Regions from separate parts of the Mus musculus genome. Here region 2 is linked to region 1. Evidence: chromatin contacts called from public Hi-C data. All regions are on one chromosome and are shown on one strand. Each heading gives the region's core, a stretch centred on a gene start, on an enhancer-like site or on the middle of the called end of the contact. The rest is flanking DNA. Distances are from core to core; before and after follow the strand shown. Region 1 has its middle 21 kb from the start of Vmn2r98. Region 2 has its middle 130 kb from the start of Vmn2r99.

Region 1 (2,674 bases), core at 59-2,558:
TAGTAGCCTGGGTTTCGGCTCTATCCACAAATTCAGATTGCCAAGTTAAATACTGACCTCTACTGAGGACTGACTGTACCACTTTGCTCCATTCGTTAGGTGTTAAGTAACTGTCTCCTGCTAGTCCCTCCAAGATTGTTGATACAATAAAAGGGGCACTAACGCCATAATTTTTAACAGCCGAATGCAATTCTTTAATATATTTGATCTTTAATTTCTTGTAAACAGGTTATGAAGACTCATAATCACTTTCATCTTTTATGGCCTCTTCTTCTTCAGAGTCAGTCACCCTTCTTTATTAAATCACTGTTTCTTGACAATTGGGGCTACGATTAATAGAAAAAAAAAAAACTCAGTGAGTCTTATTCTTGGACCTCTGATGAAATATTTGGTAAAGGTCCGTTTGCCTCTGATAAGAAACAATTGGGGCTTTCTCCTGAGATGCTAGTGCAGACTGCCCAGGCAGCCTTAGCAGCCTGGAGAGCTGTACCAGCTACAGGAGCCCTCACCACCCCGTTGACTAAAATTGTTCAGGGCTCAAATTCATCACTTCCATTTTCCTTTTCCCCCTTTGCCTGTCCTGAGGTATCATCATTAACTGGCTCAGGGTCATGACTTATCTGTTTGGAGCATGTCTGAGTCAGGACAGGGAAGGCCAATTTTTTATGTGCCTTGTCCTTGGCTGAATATTTATGTTTGATCTTCTCCGTGGAGACTGGAGGGGAGGCCTCCTTTATGACTAGTGTGCTGTGACTGTTTCTTGACAATTGGGGCTCCAGAAAAGACCCCCTGTAAATTTTGAATTTCTAGAGTGAGGTCTCCTAATTCTTTTTTGCAAGTATAAAACCTCTTTTAGACCAGAAATGTGAGCCACCAGATCGTCATTTGTGTGGAGCAAATGACGAACAGTTGTCCCTGGTAAGGGAGCTGGAGGCAGCAGGCTGAGGGAAGGATAGAGGTGCAGAGAGGGATATAGAGGTGGGTGCGGATGATGGTACCTAGGGCCTGATTTTGTTGTTAAAAACACTAGGGAGCCAGGACCATATCTCTCCTCCTCATATTTGGCTGCCTCCTCCTCTAGTTCTGCCTCAGAGGATAAGTCAAAGGGGGCATTACAGTCTTTTAAGACTAGATAAATATGCTTTGGTCAAACAAATTTCTCTGATTCATCTAGGAGCCCCTTTAGGCTTTGTGGGAAGAGAGGAGCTGCAAAACTACTTGAAGGATCTTTCATGTTTGTGATGATTGAAGAGGAGCTTGAATGATCCTTTAAGTCCTTTTTAGTTTCACTTTTACCTGATAGTAAGCAAGAAGCCCCAAGAAAATCTTCAATGAGTGCCAGTAGTCTGGCTCCCTCCCCTCCTTGTTCTGCATCTTTTAAGAGGTCTCTAATTGTGAGGAGCGAGTGTGGTGGCAGTCCCAAAGGCGCCAGGGACTGCAGCTAAGTGGTATGACTTGCACCTGACTTCCTCATATGAGCCAAAAACATCTTGAGAGCTGTGCAGGTGTACCAGGATACAGGTGAATCCATTTTGATGGAGATATGCCCCTGCTGCCCTGATTAGCTGAAGCTGCGTGCCTGGTGATGTGGCCAAGCACAGAAAAGACATGGAGTCAATCTTGATCTTGACAAGGTCTCATGATATTCAGCAAAACTTGCAGTTTTTATACAAAAAGATCAAAGGGGAAATAATCCTTACACAGAAGGGCAGGGGGGAGCAGTGGTAATTTTCCTCAGTGACTACAAGGGGAGGCATGATATCTAAAAGTACATCTTGTAGTTATGACATCTGCTGTTTGCATCAGGTCTGCAATCATCTGTGGTAATTCTCGAAACAGTCTGTTGGTGACCTTCATCTGGATTTAGTCAGCTTAGGGGGGAGGTCCAACTGAGACAGTCTGTTGGTGACCTTCATCTGTACTTAGTCAGCTTGGAGAGGAGGTCCAGCTTTATGTCTCAAGACTTGGTAGTCATCTTTTTCACTTGGATTATTATAAAGAATTTAGTTTTGGCTCCCAACATTTCTTCTCTGATTTTATTGAAATTGTTTTTTGGGGGGCCTTGGCTGTGGGACTCTTCTCTTCTTTTATAACTATTATTCATAAATTAGAAGTTTTTAAGGTATGCAGCACAAAGAAAAATGTCACCCTTAATTTATACAGTCTGCAAGAAATGAAGGGATGAGGAATGATACAGAGACCTACAGAGTAGTGAATCAATAATCTTGCCAAATAAATACCTATCCCATGGTTGAGCACAAATAGCTAATTCTGTTAGTCATACTCTTTTATGTTTGCAGACATGAGTTTACTTTTTCTGTCCTGTGAGAGGCTCTGCATAGTAGTTAAATCATACAGATGCAGACACCCCTTGCCAAACTGTATACAGAGCTTGGGGACTCTTATGGAAGAACTGGAAGAAGGATTGGGGACACCTAAGGTGGATAGGAACTCCACAGGAAGGCCAATGCTGTCAAATAACCTGAAATCTTTTATCTCTTAGAGACTGAAGGATCAACCAAAGGAGATACATGGTCCAGACCTTGGCCTTCCTGCATATTTGAATTATATGTACACTTAGTCTTCTTGTGGATCCTGAACAATTGGAGAGAGGGATATCCCAAGAGCTTTTGCCTGCTGTATATATGTACTTTCAACTGGGATTACTTGGCAA
Region 2 (2,674 bases), core at 124-2,623, 200 kb before region 1:
AAGGGGAATAGAGAAAAAAACAATCTTTATTATCTATAACAATTTTGAAATAGCCCTTAGGTATGGCAATGGGAGAGGGTAGACCAGGCTGTAGGGTACCCATTGACACCATAGTCTTATTAACAGCTCTGAGATAATGTAATAACCTCCAAGTCCCATTTTTCTTTTTCATAACAAATATAGGTGTATTAAACGGGGATGTGGATGGTTCAAGGTGCAACAGCCTCAATTGTTCCTGCACTAACTGTAAGGCTGCCTGGACCTTTTCTTGAAGCATAGACCACTGGTGGGCCCAGACTGGATCATTAGTTTTTCAAGATATCTTATCTGCCAGGAGTGCAGGAGGAGCAGTGGTCTCTAGGAAAAAATGTCTGCTCACAGACACTTTTTATCTCTTTTGGGTACAGGGACAAAGGGATTAAACAATCCCTTGTTCATTTTTCCCTAGGCCTTTTCCAGGGAGCTACCCTGTTTTTAGCATTAAATTTGTGACAGTCTCATTGGGACTATACATTATAACTCCCATCTGAGAGAGCATATCTCTTCTCCATGAATTAACAGGAAGGCCCCTGACAACAAAGGGCCAGATAGTTCCAGTATTGTTTTCCTTATCTGACTATGTTAACAATTTTGAAATTTTTAAAGTATCCTGAGTTTGGCCTATCCCCTTCAAATGGGTAGCAGTAGGTTCTAAAGGCCAAGCAGTTGGCCAGTGCGATGAAGAGATTACTGCTGCATCTGCCCCAGTATCTAGATGTCCCTGAAATTGTTTGCCATCTAAAAACAGGGTCAACATAGGTCAGAAGTCAGTTAATTTTTGTACCCAATAAACATCTGAGGACGCTGGGGAGGACGGCCACCGATTTTTTCTATTATGTGGAAATTGTCCAATTAATGGAAGCAGCAGCGCTTGGGCGATGCACTCTCCTGCTCTCAATGTAAGGGGCCCTCGTGTTGCTGTAACCAGTATTTTTATTTCTCCTTGGTAGTCAGCATCAACCACAGTGGTGGTTACCAGGAGTCCCTGTAGGGAACCTGATGTTCGACCAATAATAAGAAAATTCATATTTTGGGGTGGCAGTCCGAATTCCCCTGTCTCAATAACTAATGTCCCTTCCTCAGAAGTTTACTCCTAGTTGTGGAGGAACACAAATCCAATCCTGCACTCCCTGCTGTAGTCCTGCACAATCCCAATTGGAGAGGCTGGAGGGAATCAGCAATGGATTGTTTAGGGGTGCTATCAGGGGGAGCAGGCCCAGAGCAGGGGCCCCCTGGTAGTTTCCATGGACCTTAGTAAGGGGGCGACCATTTACATCCGTTTTGGATCTGAAATCTCGTGCCCAGTGGCAACCTCTCTTACATTTATAGCAGAGGCCAGGAGACATGGCTCCCTGTGTAACTTGGCCCCTGCCTGTTGTGGTGGCAGACTTGCCTGGTCTGGTGGATGGGCATTTGTGGACAAAATGTCCCAGGAGTCCATATCTAAAACACACTCTTTGCTGAAGCTGGATAGTTCCACCAGCTTTTTGGAAGACTGCTCCCATGGCCAGGTTAATAGATTTTGAGACTTGATGTGAAAATATATCTTCCTCACTGCAGAGCTTTATCATTCCTGTGAGGTCTAAGCCTTTAGTCTTACCTCTCAGGGCAGCCTTGCAAGTGTAATTAGCATTCTCCAAGGCAAGTTGTCTAACTAAAAGCCCTTCATTTTCATGAGGGCTGAGAATTCTTTCAGTGGCTTCTTGTAGTCTAGCAACAAATTGGGCATAGGATTCTTGGGAGCCCTGAATAATTTTAGTTAACAGGGTTGTGAGGACTCCTGTGGCTGGTACGGCTCTCCAGTCTGCTAAGGACACCTGCGTGGTCTGCACTAGCACCCCAGGAGAAAGCCCCAATTGCTTCTTATCAGACACGAACGGACCTTTACCACATATTTTATCACAGGTCCAAGAATATGCCTCACTGAGGGTTTTTTGTTTGTTTGTTTGTTTGTTTGTTTTTTTGGTTTTTTTTTTGTTTGTTTTTTTGTTTTTTTGTTTTTTTTTTTTTTTTTTTTTTTGTTTTTTGTTTTTCTGTTTATAGCAGCTTGGGTTTGGGCTATATCCACAAATTCAGATTTCCAAGTTAAATACAGCCCTCTAGTGAGGACTGATTGTACCACTTTGCTCTATTAATTGGGTGTTAAGTAACCATCTCCTGCTAGTCCCTCCAAATTTGATACAATAAAAGGGGCATTAACTCCATAATTTTTAACAGCCAAATGCAATTCTTTAATATGTCTGATCTTTAATTTCTTATAAACACACTGTGAAGCCTCATAATCATTTTCATCTTTTATAGCCTCTTCTTCCTCAGAGTCAGAGGCTAATTGGTCAAATTCGTCACTTTCATTTTCCTTTTCCTCCTTTACCTGTCCTGAGGTATCTGGAGCTAGTTCATCATTAGCTGGCTCAGGGTCATAACATATCTGTTTGGAGTGTGCCAGAGTCAGGACTGGGAAGGCCAATTTTTTATATGCCTTGTCCTTGGCTGAATATTTATGTTTGATCTTCTCCGTGGAAACTGGAGGAGAGACTTCCTTTATGACTTTAGGGTGCTCCCACTGTTTCTTGACAATTGAAATTCAAGAGAGGGCCCCCTGCAAGTTTTGAATTTCTAAAGTGAGGTCTCCTAA

Evidence for each region. A called contact is a pair of places that touch in the nucleus more often than the background predicts.
Region 2: a contact with region 1 is called in a Hi-C map of the G1E-ER4 cell line, with 4 times the contacts expected there. The contact joins two enhancer-like sites. A contact is called at or near these places in 1 of 39 promoter capture datasets (embryonic stem cells) and 17 of 484 Hi-C or Micro-C datasets (the 63-12 cell line, the AML12 cell line, the G1E-ER4 cell line and 7 more).

What each region holds. Positions count from the first base shown.
Region 1 is chr17:19,030,780-19,033,453 of GRCm38.p6, reverse strand. No RefSeq gene overlaps it. Among named protein-coding and RNA genes, the nearest start is that of Vmn2r98, 21 kb to the left of the region's middle. Within about 2 kb of position 1,308, at least 5 of the 459 cell types and tissues checked have an H3K27ac peak or open chromatin away from gene starts, as enhancers often do. A contact at or near this core is called in the G1E-ER4 cell line, where this site is marked.
Region 2 is chr17:19,227,235-19,229,908 of GRCm38.p6, reverse strand. No RefSeq gene overlaps it. Among named protein-coding and RNA genes, the nearest start is that of Vmn2r99, 130 kb to the left of the region's middle. Within about 2 kb of position 1,373, at least 5 of the 459 cell types and tissues checked have an H3K27ac peak or open chromatin away from gene starts, as enhancers often do. A contact at or near this core is called in the G1E-ER4 cell line, where this site is marked.